2 separate regions of the Mus musculus genome follow, and region 2 is linked to region 1. A link is a contact called in public Hi-C data. All regions are on one chromosome and are shown on one strand. The core of a region is the stretch at or near the end of the contact, and the rest is flanking DNA. Distances in the headings are between cores, read along the strand shown.

Evidence for each region. Hi-C and Micro-C count contacts between places; a contact is called where the count stands out from the background.
Region 2: a contact with region 1 is called in a Hi-C map of forebrain, with 1.8 times the contacts expected there. The contact joins two enhancer-like sites. A contact is called at or near these places in 19 of 484 Hi-C or Micro-C datasets (LSK cells, Th2 cells, astrocytes and 12 more).

What each region holds. Positions count from the first base shown.
Region 1 is chr16:49,171,708-49,178,859 of GRCm38.p6, forward strand. It overlaps Myh15 (myosin, heavy chain 15), which reads left to right. Exons shown (of 41, transcript NM_001166210.2): 34 at 191-383; 35 at 1,223-1,426; 36 at 5,244-5,369. Among named protein-coding and RNA genes, the nearest start is that of 1700026J12Rik, 80 kb to the right of the region's middle. Within about 2 kb of position 4,479, at least 34 of the 459 cell types and tissues checked have an H3K27ac peak or open chromatin away from gene starts, as enhancers often do. A contact at or near this core is called in astrocytes and forebrain, where this site is marked.
Region 2 is chr16:49,283,614-49,290,765 of GRCm38.p6, forward strand. No RefSeq gene overlaps it. Among named protein-coding and RNA genes, the nearest start is that of 1700026J12Rik, 31 kb to the left of the region's middle. Within about 2 kb of position 4,693, at least 83 of the 459 cell types and tissues checked have an H3K27ac peak or open chromatin away from gene starts, as enhancers often do. A contact at or near this core is called in astrocytes and forebrain, where this site is marked.

The DNA of each region.
Region 1 (7,152 bases), core at 3,229-5,728:
TAATGAGAACAGACTCATCAATCTAATGCCAACATTTCTGTTTATAAGATGAAAACCCTTTAAACTCATTTGTTTTTAACCTCTGAGAGTTATTTTTAATTTTAATGTGCTTCCCATAACTTGAAAATAAGAGATACCTGTTCCTAATTTGGGTGTGTGATGTTCTCCACACGTGTTACTCTGAAATCAGGGAGAAGCATCAGCAAGCTATGGGGTCCCTGCAGTCTAATTTGGATTTGGAAGCTTCCAGCAGAATTGAGGCCACCAGACTGAGGAAGAAGATGGAAGGGGACCTCAAGGAAATGGAGATCCAGCTTTGTGCTGCCAACCGGCAGGTGTCACAGATGACCAGAGCCTTGGGCCAGCTTCAGGGTCAAATGAAGGTACTTTGCAACAATACTAAAGGACCAAGATAGTCATAAGCTAAGTAGCAGAATCTACTGAACAGTGAAAGAGAAAACCACAAATTTCACCCTTCCAGAGAGGGAACATGCTTATCTGAAAATAAGTGAAGTCATGCCACAATGATGCAGGCACAGGGACACATCTGAATTTGTGAGCAGGTCATTAAATAAGAAAATGGAATGGACAGAGCCTTGGCAGCCATCTACTTCCAAGTCACCATTTGGGGTATGTCAGGATGACAGTTCCATTCAGAGCTTCCTCTTGGTGGAAACAATAGGTTGGGTAGCAGTGTTTGAGGCCAACAGCAGGGGATTTTTTTGTCAAACAGACTTCCTTGAAAGTAAATGCTCTCCTGTACTAAAGAAGATTGCGTTTGTATAACCTAAGGCCCAACCAAAGCCACTAGGCTAGAAGAAATTAATAAAAGTTAGAAACAAACTAAGGAGAAATAACTGACTCCTTAGTGAACCATGCAATACACATCCCCAAAGCTCTACCCTTCAGGACAGTTGCTTGGATGCTGTGCTGGTCCTGCCTGCTGTCTGACTTCTAACACAGAGAGTTTAGCTTCTTGGCCTTTTTTTTATATCCCAGTCCTGTTGGTGGTTGCTGAGATGAACAGCTTTCTGCCCTGTTGTTCAAGACACTTGGATTTCAGTAAACTATCCTAGAGCTGCCTTCCAGGGTTACTTAGAAAATCTTTTATCTCTGAGATGGAGAACTTGGAAACTTGTCTTTGTATGGTGGTCATCCCCCTGCCATGCTAACAGTTGAACTAAGAGGTATCCATGCCCCAGGCCCATGTTTTCTCTTGTAGGATCTTCACCAACAACTGGATGACAGCATTTACCAGAACAAAGACCTGAAGGAACAGGTGGCTCTGGCTGAGCAGCGCACCGTTCTTCTTCAGTCTGAACTTGAAGAGCTGAGGACCTTGCAGGAGCAGACAGAGCGCGGGAGAAAGCTGGCCGAAAAGGAGCTCCTAGAAGCCACAGAAAGAATCAATCTTTTCCACACCCAGGTAAGACCCTTGAGTTCTCTCCATTCGTGCAGTTGGCTGGTTGAAAGAAGCAGTTCCCAACCCTGAGTCAGGTAGGATAGGTACGGCAGCCATGTCGAGTCTTAGCTGTGACATAAGAGGCACAGAAAGCTGTGCAAACGAGGAGCTGGTCACACCTTTCATTCCAAACATTATGCTTCCAGAGCATGCGTAACAACGCGCCACCAACTGATGTCTTTAAACAAATTTATTTCTTCATAGATCTGGGTGCTAGTTACCTAAAATCAAGGTATTTTAAGAGCTATGCTCCCTCAGAAACCCACAGGAGACTCAGCTTGTGTTAGCGTCTGAGGGGTTTCCTGACTTTCTTTCTACTGATACCCTGTTTCAGTTCCTTGTTCTCACATGGTACTCCGCTTGCCTCTTTTCTCTTGTGAGTGTGTCTGTGTCCGAATTCATCCTTTATATACAGGTACACCATAAGGAATTATGGACAACCTTAGTGACCCAATCTTAACTTGATTAACTCATTTAAAGCCTTATTTTCGAATCAGGTTATATTTTGTAAAATATGGCTAAGGGGTTCAATATAAACTTTTGTGGACATGGTGGGAGTATAGTGCAATTGTAATGCTAAGTTTCTTCATGGAGAATGGACTGTCAGGGCATCCTCAGACAGGATGGCAGAGGACAGAAAGAACATTTCTTATTGGTCTAAAAGTATTTGTTGGCCCCTTATTCCCTTGTTCTCTGTCAGAGACTTGCTTCCTAGCACCCTGGAATATCTAATATCCCAAAGGGCTTCTGTCAATGTTCTGGCTTCTTTTGAAAGTGTATGTAAGTGAGAATTAGCAAGATTCCCAAATTATTCCTTGATCATTCGATCATCAATAACAGGGACAGATGCCTAGAGCAACTGTGTCAAGCACCAAGCATTTTTAGGGCACATGCTACAACTTAAATAAGTATTGCTCAATGTGATAAATAATGTCCTTACTGCTCCCAAAAGTAATGACAAAAGTAAATAAATCATAACTATACTGTTATGAGTCTATATGGAACATACAACACTACAGAATGTCCTTAGTGATCCTAGATAACTAATGTTATCCAGAGGCATAATAGTTTTCTTCCTAGTCCAGAAAGACATGGGAACGATGGGACAAGGTGGATGAAAGAAAAAGTAAGAAAGTGGATGGAGTCAGGGACTTTGGTGGCCATTGAGAAGGATAGACTAAAAGCAGTTGAGGACAGACTGACACTCTGCAGAGTGCTGAAAACATCTTGGGTCATTTTAATTGCTACATTGACTCAAAAGCGCCACTGGCATTTTGTAGGCAGGGTCTAGAGACCTCCTTTGAAATACCATATGATCCCATATCACAAAAGTACCATATGATTCCCACATCTTGGAGTCAATGTTCCCAGAATGTCAGTAGTGCCCTCAGGGTGTTACAATTAGTCCGTGTCTACATTAAGTTTATGCAATGACATCATGTTTCTGGGTGCCATGGTTTAAGAACAAATATGCTGTAGGGTATGTATGATTGTTAGCAGGTTAACAAATTTCAACACTTGACTTTGAGGGTCTTGGTCAGTGGTAGAGCACTTGACTTGCGTCTATGAAGCCTTGAATTCAACCCAGCTGCAATAGAGAAAATAAAAACAAAAACAAGAAACATCACGTTTTTTTTTCCTCCCTTAAAGTTTATCTCAATAATAAAATGTGGCATATTGGATCATTTTTTTAAAATTATATTATCCATTGTCTGCCATGCATAGTAACTACTGGTGACAAGCTATTTGATATGAACGTTGTAACTGATAATGTACTGTGCTCCATTGTGAAGAGGACAGAAGGAGAGGGGGAGAAAAGGTGGGGGGGGGGGGAAGGGAAGAAGAGAACACAAAGACAACAACAGGATATGGCTTGGAGGGAGGACACATGAAGCAGTGTATTATAGTATGTTGCTTAGGTTTTTTTTTTGTTTTTTTTTTTTTTAACATGACATAAACCAAAGTCACCTAGAAAAAAATACATCAGTTAAGAAATTGCTTCCTTTCGCTTGGCCTGTAGGCTAGGCAGTAGGACATTTTCTTGATTAATGATTGGTGTAATAGGGGCCATCCCACTTTAGGTCCTGGGCAGGTGGTTCTGGGTTATATAACACAGCAGGCTGAACAAGCCATACCCAGTAAGCAGCACTCAACCATGGCCTCTGTGACAGTTCCTGTCTCTGAGTTTCCTGGATTTCCTTGAAGACTGACAGTATAAGCTGAAACAAAATCTTTCCTCCCAAAGTTGCCTTTGTTCAGTGTTTTATCACAGCAACAAAGAAGCCAACTAGGACACTTAAATAATAGTGCCTTTGTCCTGAAACTTCAAAGAGTCATTAGCACGAGAGTTCCAGTACTCAGGTCTCACGTATCTATGAGATCCACAGCTCGGCAGTAGATCGCTCAACAAAATCTCAGGTGCTGCCCCTGGTCACAAGACACTTGTCTAGCATTAATCCAGCAGGCATGGCACTCCTCTTAAAACCCTCTTCCTTGGAACATACAACTGAGTATAACTCACAGAAAGGATCCTCTCCACATTATACCTTAAACCTCTTCCCTCTGAAAATGGAAGATGGGGAGGCATTAAACTTGCAGACATGATAAATGTCATTTCTGTAGGAAAGTTTAAGTGATTGGTAGGCAATTAAATCACATCAGTTAAATCAGTGTGTGGACTCGTGCAGTCCTTTGCACTGAGAGAGCACCTATGGAGTGGGCACCCGTAACACTCCAGGAATATACACTCCGTTCCCCCGGACCACACTGAAGGCAATGGAAATTCTGCAGAGCACAGGGCCTGCCCCTTCACAGGATGGAGAAAAGTATTCTTTATGGTGCCGGTACAGGGCAAGCAGAACCTGTGAGGCTGGGATGCCTTCTTTCTCTGTTTGAGGCTCAATCTGCCCTGAGAAAGGCTCTAAGCAGAGGGAAGGGAAAGGGCAGTGTAAAAGGGTGAACTGAAAGGAGAAACAAAAAGCGGGCAGCCCGTGCTTGTTACAGATGCTCTTTGTGCTAAGAGTTCCCATGCTCACAAAAGCTCTACTTCAAATGCAGGGCAGATGCTGCAGGGAGCTTGGCCTCCATAGAACAATCAGGAAGGAATTGGGGCAGTGAGGCTGTGGAGCACAAAGGCCCTTCCTTTAATAGAGTTCTAGGGACTGGGGCTGAGCTTTCTGCAGTCTGTTTATCCACCGCCATGACCACCTCATCTTCATCCTCCTCCTGCTCCTCCCCCTCTTTCTCCTCCTCTTTTTCCTCCTGCTCCTCCACCTCTTTCTCCTCCTCTTTTTCCTCCTGTTCCTCCTCTTCCTTCTCCTCCTTCTTGTCTTCCTCCTCTCCTGAGAGTGAGAAGGAAGGCAAGTAGGCAAAGAGGGGATTGGTTTTCCTCATGTAGCAGTGTACTGGAATCCTCCAGGTGGCTACAGGTGACTCTGACTTCTGCTCTAGGACCCTTGTTTCTATCACATTGAAAAAGGCAGAAAAACATTCTTCAGTAAGTTAGAAACTACATCCACGTTCTGGCTTTGTCATATTTCGAATCCTCCTTTCTGATCCAGGCATCCATCTCTTTTCTTCTGAGCCTCTAAATAAAACTCCTTTGTTTGATCTGCCTTTTGTGCCCAAGCTACCAGCCAGAGCTGGAGATCTTGCTTAACTGCCTAGGGCTAAGTGTGCTCAACTGTATAAGGCCGACTATGCTCAATCGCTCCTACCCAGAGCTGCTTGCCTGTGCTTTGCTGCCCTCAGGTTACCTAACTGGAATGCTGTCCCTCCTTAGAACACAAGCCTCCTCAGCCAGAAGAAGAAACTGGAGGCCGATGTTGCTCAGGTGCAGAAGGAAGCTGGAGAGATGTTGCAGGCATGTCAGAAGGCAGAAGAAAAGGCCAAAAAGACAGCTGCTGAGGTGGGTCTGTTGTCTGCCTGCCCACTTTTGGCCTATGGAGTTCACTCTAGCTACAAAGCTTACTATAGCTCACTGTAGCCCAAAGGCATGGCCTGCTGCAGCCCAAATGGATTCTATTGATTCCCTATACAATCAGGAGGGAGTTAGCTGACCTTGCGGTTTCTCCATTAGCTAGAACATTTAGGCCAATTGGCAGTTGTCTTCTAACCCACCTTGACAATGAGGAGGGATGATTGAATGGCTGAAAGCAAAATCCTGTGGGGGGAAAAGTCTTTCTTTTTAAGTTAGCTATTTTTCAATTGTGAATCAATATAGTCAGTTTTTAGAAAGAATTCTTCCTGTGCTTCCTTACAAATTTCCTTAAAAATTTCCATTTTTCTTCAGCATGTAAGGGTTTGATGATGATGGTGGTGATGATGGTGATGGTGATGATGATCTGAAAAGAGTGGCTAAGCCACTTACAGTTTACAATCTATACTACTCCTGGGGTAGCAAAAGCAGATGGGAAAGGAAGTGTTTGGGACTGGTGAACTGTATTTGTGAACAAAAAGTTGTTGTTGGTGTTACTTTTCCCAGTGGCACTAAGGGCAGTGCTAGTTGCCAAACCCAACAAGAAAAGCTCAAAAAATTGCATGCCCCCACCCCAACCTCTATGAGCGGATGCTATACTTCTATCAAAACATATAGCAAATGAACAGGTCAATTGAGAAAAAGCTATTAATGGAAAAAAGTGAAGTTTGTGTATTTAAGGACCCAGGGTGGGAAGTTTCAGGCTTATTAATTGGGCCTGAGCATGATTTCAGCCTCTGCTCACCCTCTGAGGTTAAGCTTTTCTGGAGTCTATCAAATGTGCAACTATATGCATCGTTCTAACCCTGCTTTATGACGGGAAGGCAATCATCTTGCTTAGAAAGTTGTGAGAACCAAAGAGACAGGACTTTCTGCTAGGTTTTACACCAACAATTATATTAATGATACAACTTTTCAGAAAAGTCAATGTTTGACTATGGAATGTCTCCCGCTGGCTTATGTTTTCAAACAATGGGTATATAGCTGATGGTGCTGTTTGGGGATGCTGGGAACCATTAGGAAGGGAGGCCTATCTGGAGTAAGTGAACTGCTGGGAGATGAGCATCCTGGACCATCCTGTTGCTTCCTGACTACCAAAGTGATGTAACCACCCTTCTGTTGTGACATACAAGTACCAAGGAGGGAGGCTTTAAGAAAGAGTTAGAAAACTCAACATTTTGGACAAATATTAAGGAAAGTGTCTTACCCGCGTTCTCGCGACCGGCCAGGAAAGACGCAGCAAACCGGAATCTTCTGCGGCAAGAGCTCTATTGCTTACATCTTTAGGAGCCAGAGAGCAAGAGAGCAAGAGCAAGAAAAAGAACAAGAGCAAGAAAGCAAGAGCAAGAGAGAGAAAAAGCAAGAACAAGAGAGAGAAAAAGAACAAGAGAGGGAGAGAGCAAGAACAAGAGAGAGAGAAAGCAAAACAAGAGAGAGAAAAAGAATGGCAAAACCCCGTCCCTTTTAAGGAGAATTATCCTCCGCCTAGGACGTATTACTCCCTGATTGGCTGCAGCCCATCGGCTCAGTTGTCATCACGAGAAAGGCAGAACACATGGCGGGAAAACTGCCCCTGCACGTGTGCAGATTATGTTTACTACTTAGAACACAGCTGTCAGCGCCATCTTGTAATGGCAAATGTGAGGGCGGCTCCCAACATCTCCCCCTTTTCTTTTAATAAGAGCAATAGGCCACCCATATTAATGAGAGTGGA
Region 2 (7,152 bases), core at 3,443-5,942, 110 kb after region 1:
CCAGTCTCTCTCCTCTCCTCTCCTCTCCTCTCCTCTCCTCTCCTCTCCTCTCCTCTCCTCTCCTCTCCTCTGTCTCTCTGTCTCTCTGTCTCTCTGTCTCTCTGTCTCTCTGTCTCTCTCTGTCTCTCTGTCTCTCTCTATCTCTCTATCTCTCTGTCTCTCTCTGTCTCTCTCTGTCTCTCTCTGTCTCTGTCTCTCTCTTCCCCTCTCCCCCCTCCCTCCTATTCACAGATCAAGACAAAAGCTCTCAGCTGTTCCTGTAGCTGCCTTCTGCCTGCTGTTCCTTCCTGCCTTTACTCTGCCATCATGGACTCTGACCTTCAGAAAATATAAGCCCAAATTTAATACTTTCTTTTATATGTTTCTTTGGTCATGGTGTTTTATCACAGTAACTGAAAAGTAACTAAGAATTGTGTAAACATTAGGGCCTCAGGTTAATTCCCACACTCCATGTTTAAAAGAAGAACAAAAAGGAAATGAGGTACAGTGGCACATGCTTGTAAACAAAATGCCATGGCCGCAGAGAAACCTGGATCCTTGGAGTTCACTGGACAGCCAGATAGCCTACCTGATGACCCCTGGGACAAAGAGACATTCTGTCACACACACACACACACACACACACACACACACACACACGCACACACACATCAAGTTAGGTGGTTGGTCCCAGATAATGACACTGAAGGGTTCTCTTAGGCCTTCAAAAGTATGTGGGCACATGCATTCTCACATACACATACACATGTATACATACATACATACATGCATACATACTTACATACATACATATGTGTTCATTCCCAGAAATCAAAACTTATGAGTGGTGTGCTCACATTTCTCTTTATTTCAGATCATGCCAGCTGTCCTGATTTTAATCATCAGAAACACCATTTGTTCTTATAGTTGTCCCAGCATAACTGAAATGCATCCTTCTTGAGATGATAGGTTATGTGGTGACTCCACTGAGAAGCATGACCATGATTTCCAGAACCCAATCATTCAGTCTCCTTTTCAAATCAAGCTCCTGTATGTTTGAGGGGTGCTCCAGGCATGCACGGAAGCATTCAGTCAGCTCTTGTGCTGTTGCCCCATAAATACAGGCACTAGCAGAAAAGGTTCTCAATGGCCAACTACAACAAAAGACAAGCTCCTAACATCATCTCCTCTCAAAACATAGATTAGCTCCTCCATCCAAAAGAACCACTTTCCATTGTGCCTTCACCTCTGATTCCTTATCTTGAGTGCAATACAAGTCTTTGTTATTTGGCTTCCTTTGTTTGTTTCCTTCCTGAGAGTTGGGCTCTTTACTTTCTATTGCAGGCATTGCTATGCATCACTGGCAAGAATTTTATTCTGTGAAGTTCTGACACTACATATGCAATTTGAAACTAAACAAATTTGGAGAGCAGTAGGACATAAGGGATTGCTGAATGATGGAGGAGGCTAAGGAAGGAAGGAAGGAAGGAAGATTCAGATCCTCATTTGTGAGAAATTATTTTTTGGACCTCATCTAGCTGTTATTTTAGTAGTTGTCAGATTCTCCCTACTCCTGGAATCTGCAGTTTCCAACTGACTAGTGCCTGCTCACATGTATTCTATTGCATGTATACTTTCAAATATGCCAAGTGCTCTAAACTTGGAAGGATATTTACCCAGCTGTGCAATGTCTGTCTTCATGTGCTCTCCTTTATATCCACGGATCTTATAGCTACTTCAACCTCTGAGCATTGATAGCAAAGAAACACAGCACAAACAGAGACATAGGATGGAATTGAATGAGACAACATTTTTTCTTCCCTCTCATTCATGTTCCCACTCTCTTGACATATATCTATTTTTTTTTTTTTAGTATACTTCTTTGAGATTTTGTGCACACACATTTAGATATTTCCGGGGCTGGAGAAATAGCACACATGTACTGAAGAACCAGCCTGACTCCATCTTTAAAGCTTTAAAGCCATTTTTATAGTAACAGAAAACTGGGTTCATTCCTGTTATGATTATACCTCTGTTTCTCAAGGATTGGTCTATGCCCTCACTTGTATTCTTTATTACAAATGGTTCTGTATTGGATATTCCAGAAATGGCACTTCTGTCTTTGATTATAACCATCTTGAAACCCTACCTTTGTTTAAAAAGGTTCTATGACCACCTATGACTAATTTGTAAGACTGTCTGTGGTTATAACTACATTGTTATGTCCACCTTGCAACCATGTCTTTGTTTCAAGAGGTTATTAGGGCTAATGTATATACTTATATTCTGTTTCTATAACCCCGCCTATTTTGCCTACCAAATCCCCCATTTGGAAACCCTCTCCCCTTGAGCTATAAAATCCTTGTTATCCTCACATCAAAGGCTGATTTCTCAAACCCACTGTAGGGGAAGGCAGCTTGAGTACACGAATAAAAAAGGCTTGCTTTAATTAGTTTTAATTAATTTGGCCATAATGATTTGGATCAGTTATCTTTATCATTCCATCTTTGGAATTAACAGTATGAAAATTGTCCTTGGGCTGGAGAGATGTTGCAGTAGTTAAGAACACTTGCTGTTTTTGTAGAGGACCTGAGTTTAATTCTAAGCACTTACATAGCAACTTAATACTGAGTGCAACTCCAATTTCAGGGACTCTGACACCTGCTCCTGGCCCTTGCTGGCACCATTCACACATGGTACACATACAGGAGAATACTCATACACATAAAAATTATTTTATAGGTCTTTAATGAGTTAAAGAAAAAGATATTTCCTCATCTTGAGTGCAAGCCACAAGGATGTTTTACACAGGAAGCAGGAGAACAATACAATCATCTCACAAATGTATGCACACAATTGTCTTCCCAACTGTAGCCTCTCCTGTGTTGATGGACTCAGACATCCCAGTGGATTCCACCACTTTTCTACAATGTTATTCTCTACACGCCCATGTCCGGATGGGCATGGCATTTTCCACCATTTATCTTTAAACTCCTTGGTGAAATGTTCAGAGCTCTCTTTACCATATGCCTTTTTTCATCTATTTCAATGACTACTAATATCAGTAATATTAAAGTGCTTACAAATCCTATGCTTGTATCTGAATAGTCATGGGTTTGAAGACCATATTTGCCTCTTTGTTTTTTTAATCCTTTCAGTTCAACGTTAGTTCTGCCCACTTTAGGGGATCCTTTTGAGAAGAGTGCACCAGTCAGAGCTTGGAAAAGATGATGTCTTCCACAGAACTGAGGCAACCACACACTTACTACCATCCATGGCATTTAGTGGTGAGGTTTGTGATAGCCTCTGACATCAATTTATTTTGCTCTCACAAATTGGCAATAAAGTTAGGAGAAACCATCCGTTCTGTGTCTAAGTTCACTGCTTAGGGTGTGAGCAGCTTCCACGAATCTCCGACTGTGAGCAGATGTGGTGTAGCTGTACCCAAACACTGTTACTCTATTGATTCCGGTGGTGGCAGCAGTGCACTCCTGCTACCCACCCCAGTGTTTTACATGAGAGCTATTTTGATATGTCTAAAACAGCTCAATGGCCAGGCTACTTCCTAACCTCCTGTGAATCCTATGTCCACATGTAAGACACTGAGAGAACTCTGCCCACAGTTGGTTTCGACTGGTTTCGACCAGTGGGCAATGGTTGGGCAGGGAGAAAGCTCAAGGAACTGAGGAAGGAGAAAGAAGGGGAAGCCACTATGCCTGGAAAAAAAGGAGAGATGTCACACCTGAAAGGTGTGGAACAGAGAGCATAGCTGCCATGTAGGAGCCAGGGATCATGGCCCAGGAGGGCTACATGTCAGGGTCTAGGGCAGCAAAGATAAAATATAGATTTGAATAAATAATAACACAGAAATATCAGAGGGGGTGGATTAGCCTCGTGGAGGTTAGAAAGTGCCCAAACATTGAGCAGTTTTAGGCATATCAAAATCTAAAATATATATGTGTCTTCCATTCGAAAATATATGACATTGGGGTGGGTAACAAAAACGTGCCACCGCAGCCACAGGGACCAATTGAGAAACATGAATTGGGTACTGACTGCTACATTGAGGAGCTCAAAGTATTCCATGTAGGAACAGAGTACTTCAGGGAAAATTGGGATGGCTCCACAGCAGCACAGCCCTCTTTCACTACAGGTGCTGTCTTTCAGGAGCTACTATTTCAATAGAACTCCAGGATAGCACTCATGACATCTCCCTCTTTAACCTCTTAGTTTGCAGTGCATACATAGAAGTGGGGGAAATATTATCTATGTGATGTGTGATGTTTGAACACTGTCAGGAAACAAGGTAGGAAAGACCGGAGAATGAGAATTTGTGACTGGGCCTCTCAGACTTTCTCAATAGAATTTGACCAATGGAACGAGGCCCCCAGGTCAGTAGGATCTCTCAGCCAAAAAATAAAGAAAAGAAGCTCAGAAAAGGATTCTGTAACTCAGTTTCCTGGTACTTTCAGGGAAGGCTAAAGGCTCACACTGACTTAACCTGAAGGGGAAGAACGGATCCTAAATTAAAATCTCTAAACAAATGTTACTCTTCACTCCTTTTAAACATCCAGGCTGCATGCCCAACTTCAGCTAATTGGGAATTTGGAAGTCAGATTTACAGTGTGAGTTAGCATCAGGTTACTGTGTGTCTTAATTCCAAAATTATTCAGCAGTGCACCATAAAAACGGAATGCTGTTCTGGTACTCAGAGTTAGACAACATTAGACTTTAATGTGACCAATTATAATTCAAGCCAGTTATGTAGGACATTGTGTCTCCATCACAAACCAACCAGTCTTGGATCGGTTCCCAGTTTTCAGTCACTGGATTTCTTTGGCGCAATTGTATTTCCATGTAGTTAATTATAATTCATCAAATCAAATACAATAACAGAACAATCCCTGAGGTTAGAAGTGGCTATGCAGGGACATATCATGGGTAGTTAAGTAACTAAGACAACCTTGTGATAGCCATGCTGGGTAGATTAGAAAAATGGGGCCAAGTATTAGAGATAAATGAGTGATTCATTTAGTAGGATTGGCCTTACAAACAATTACTTAAAGTACTGCAATTCATATAATTTTTAATTAGCTTTTTTTTTTTTTTGGTCCATAATCCTTCCTTACAGAAATGAACTATCAGCCAAAAGGTGAAAGCAATACAAAGTTGCTTCTCCCCTGGGACTAAGAGACTGTGGAGTTCATGGCTTTGAACTCAGGCCAGATGAAAACAGTTCCATAATCAGCATTTATCCCAGAGCCTGGGGTTTATAGACACTGTATATTCCTTCATGGTCACAGCCCCTCTCTATATTTAGATCAGAGACTATTTCACCTTACTGAGGCATCAGTTTACTCAGCTGTCAAATGGGGATACATCAGTCATGCTGTCCATCATCCTCAAATGACACGAGAGCTAAGTGAGAAGATGAATTGAAAAAAAAAAAAAAAGAACCTCAATACCTTATAATGGTAGGTCTGGAATGAAAAACAGAAGACCAGAGTTTCAGGAAAGACGCTGGAGTCTTTTAAGGATTAAAAAGCAAACACATTCCTATTCTAACGTGAAACATAGATGCTTTGTTACATTAGAAGAAGCAGAATGTCTTCTACCTAAGATGACTCACTGCTGCTTGCTTGCTCCAGCAGAAGAACAAAACAGTTTTGAGGCATGGCTTTCAAGCACTGGCAAGATGCCTGTGCACTGGGAAGTGGTGATTCACATAATTGGAATGATCCTCAGTAGACAGAATGTGCAATCTCTGAGGTGTGTGCTGACTTGACCAGAAGCAAAAGGAAAAAGAAATGGAAAAGGGAAAAGGCAGCTTGCATGCCTACAAGACACCAAGAATCACTCCAAGAAAAACACCATGTGGTGGAGATTAAAAGACAAGGCTCGTTTCCTCCTGAGAGTCCACCGGCCAATCGTTGCCTTGCACAGTCCTGTGATGGTTAAGTTTCTTCCAATCAGTATTGAGCCAGGAGTGGAGGCTGAAATCACTGTTGCAGATGCCTAAGTCAACTATTTTAATAAACTGATTGAACCACTTGTAAAAACCACTTAACTAGTATAATACTAGCAAGCTTTTCCTATTATAAAATACCTAAGGTAATCAAAGCACACAGGAGGAGAGTGGGGTGTGTAATTGTCTAATGATTGCAAAGGTTTTAACGTGTAGTTACATGATACTATTTCACGGGACCACAGTACCTTTTTGTACCAATTTTGTGAACCCCCAAAGACCACTAAGGAGCCAACTCTTTATTGGAAACTCAAGCTTGGGCCACACTGCCTTCTCTAATGAAACAGAGCAGAAGGGGGAGCTCCGAGCGCTCAGCAAGACAATGTTTTATAGGAAACGGGAAGCAAGCAAGAGGGATTTCTAGCTGGGCACACATCGGATTGGGGGCTATTATGGGATTTTATTGCCCTTTAACATAATTCGCTGGTGCTAGGGAGCCAAACCATAAACTTAAAACTCCTGTTTCCCTCCTGATTGGTGGTTGTTAGGAAGTGGAGTGCCAGGGGCAGGCTTGGAACCTGGAAACTAGTGCTAGATGATGGCTTGTTGGGGAGTAACCTTGAAACTGGTGCTAGGTTCAGGCTTTTTAGTTAACTATAGTTCGATTTTAGGTCAGGTTCCCTAAGATGGAGTCTAGACCCAAGATCTGATCTCTCACTTCCAAGCAGAAGGAAGTTACAGGGAAGCTATGTTTGCTTCATGCTGTCCAATCAGTTAGGAGAGAGGAAACCTAGGCACTGGGCTCTTTATACAGTGGTTATCAACTTTTGGGTTGAGACCTCCCTTGCCAAACCTCTATCTATCTCCAAAACTATTTACATTACAATTCATAACAGTAGCAAAATTACAGTTATGAAGTAGTAACATGAATAATTTTATGGTTGGGGTGGATCAACCACAACATGAGTAATTGTATTAAAGGGTCCCAGAATTAAGAAGGTTGAGAAGTGTACGGTTCTCTTAATATGTCCTTCAAGGGCTTAACCCCTCCAGCCCTAACTTTCTTCCCCTAGATCCTACACTCCAAGGTTTCCATAATTTCTAAAGGTAACACAGGCTGGCAAGCAAGCTTGTAGCACAGCCTTGTCATCAGATGTCCCCCAAAGGGGGACACTCCATACTCAAATTATAGCATTCAGCACTCCATC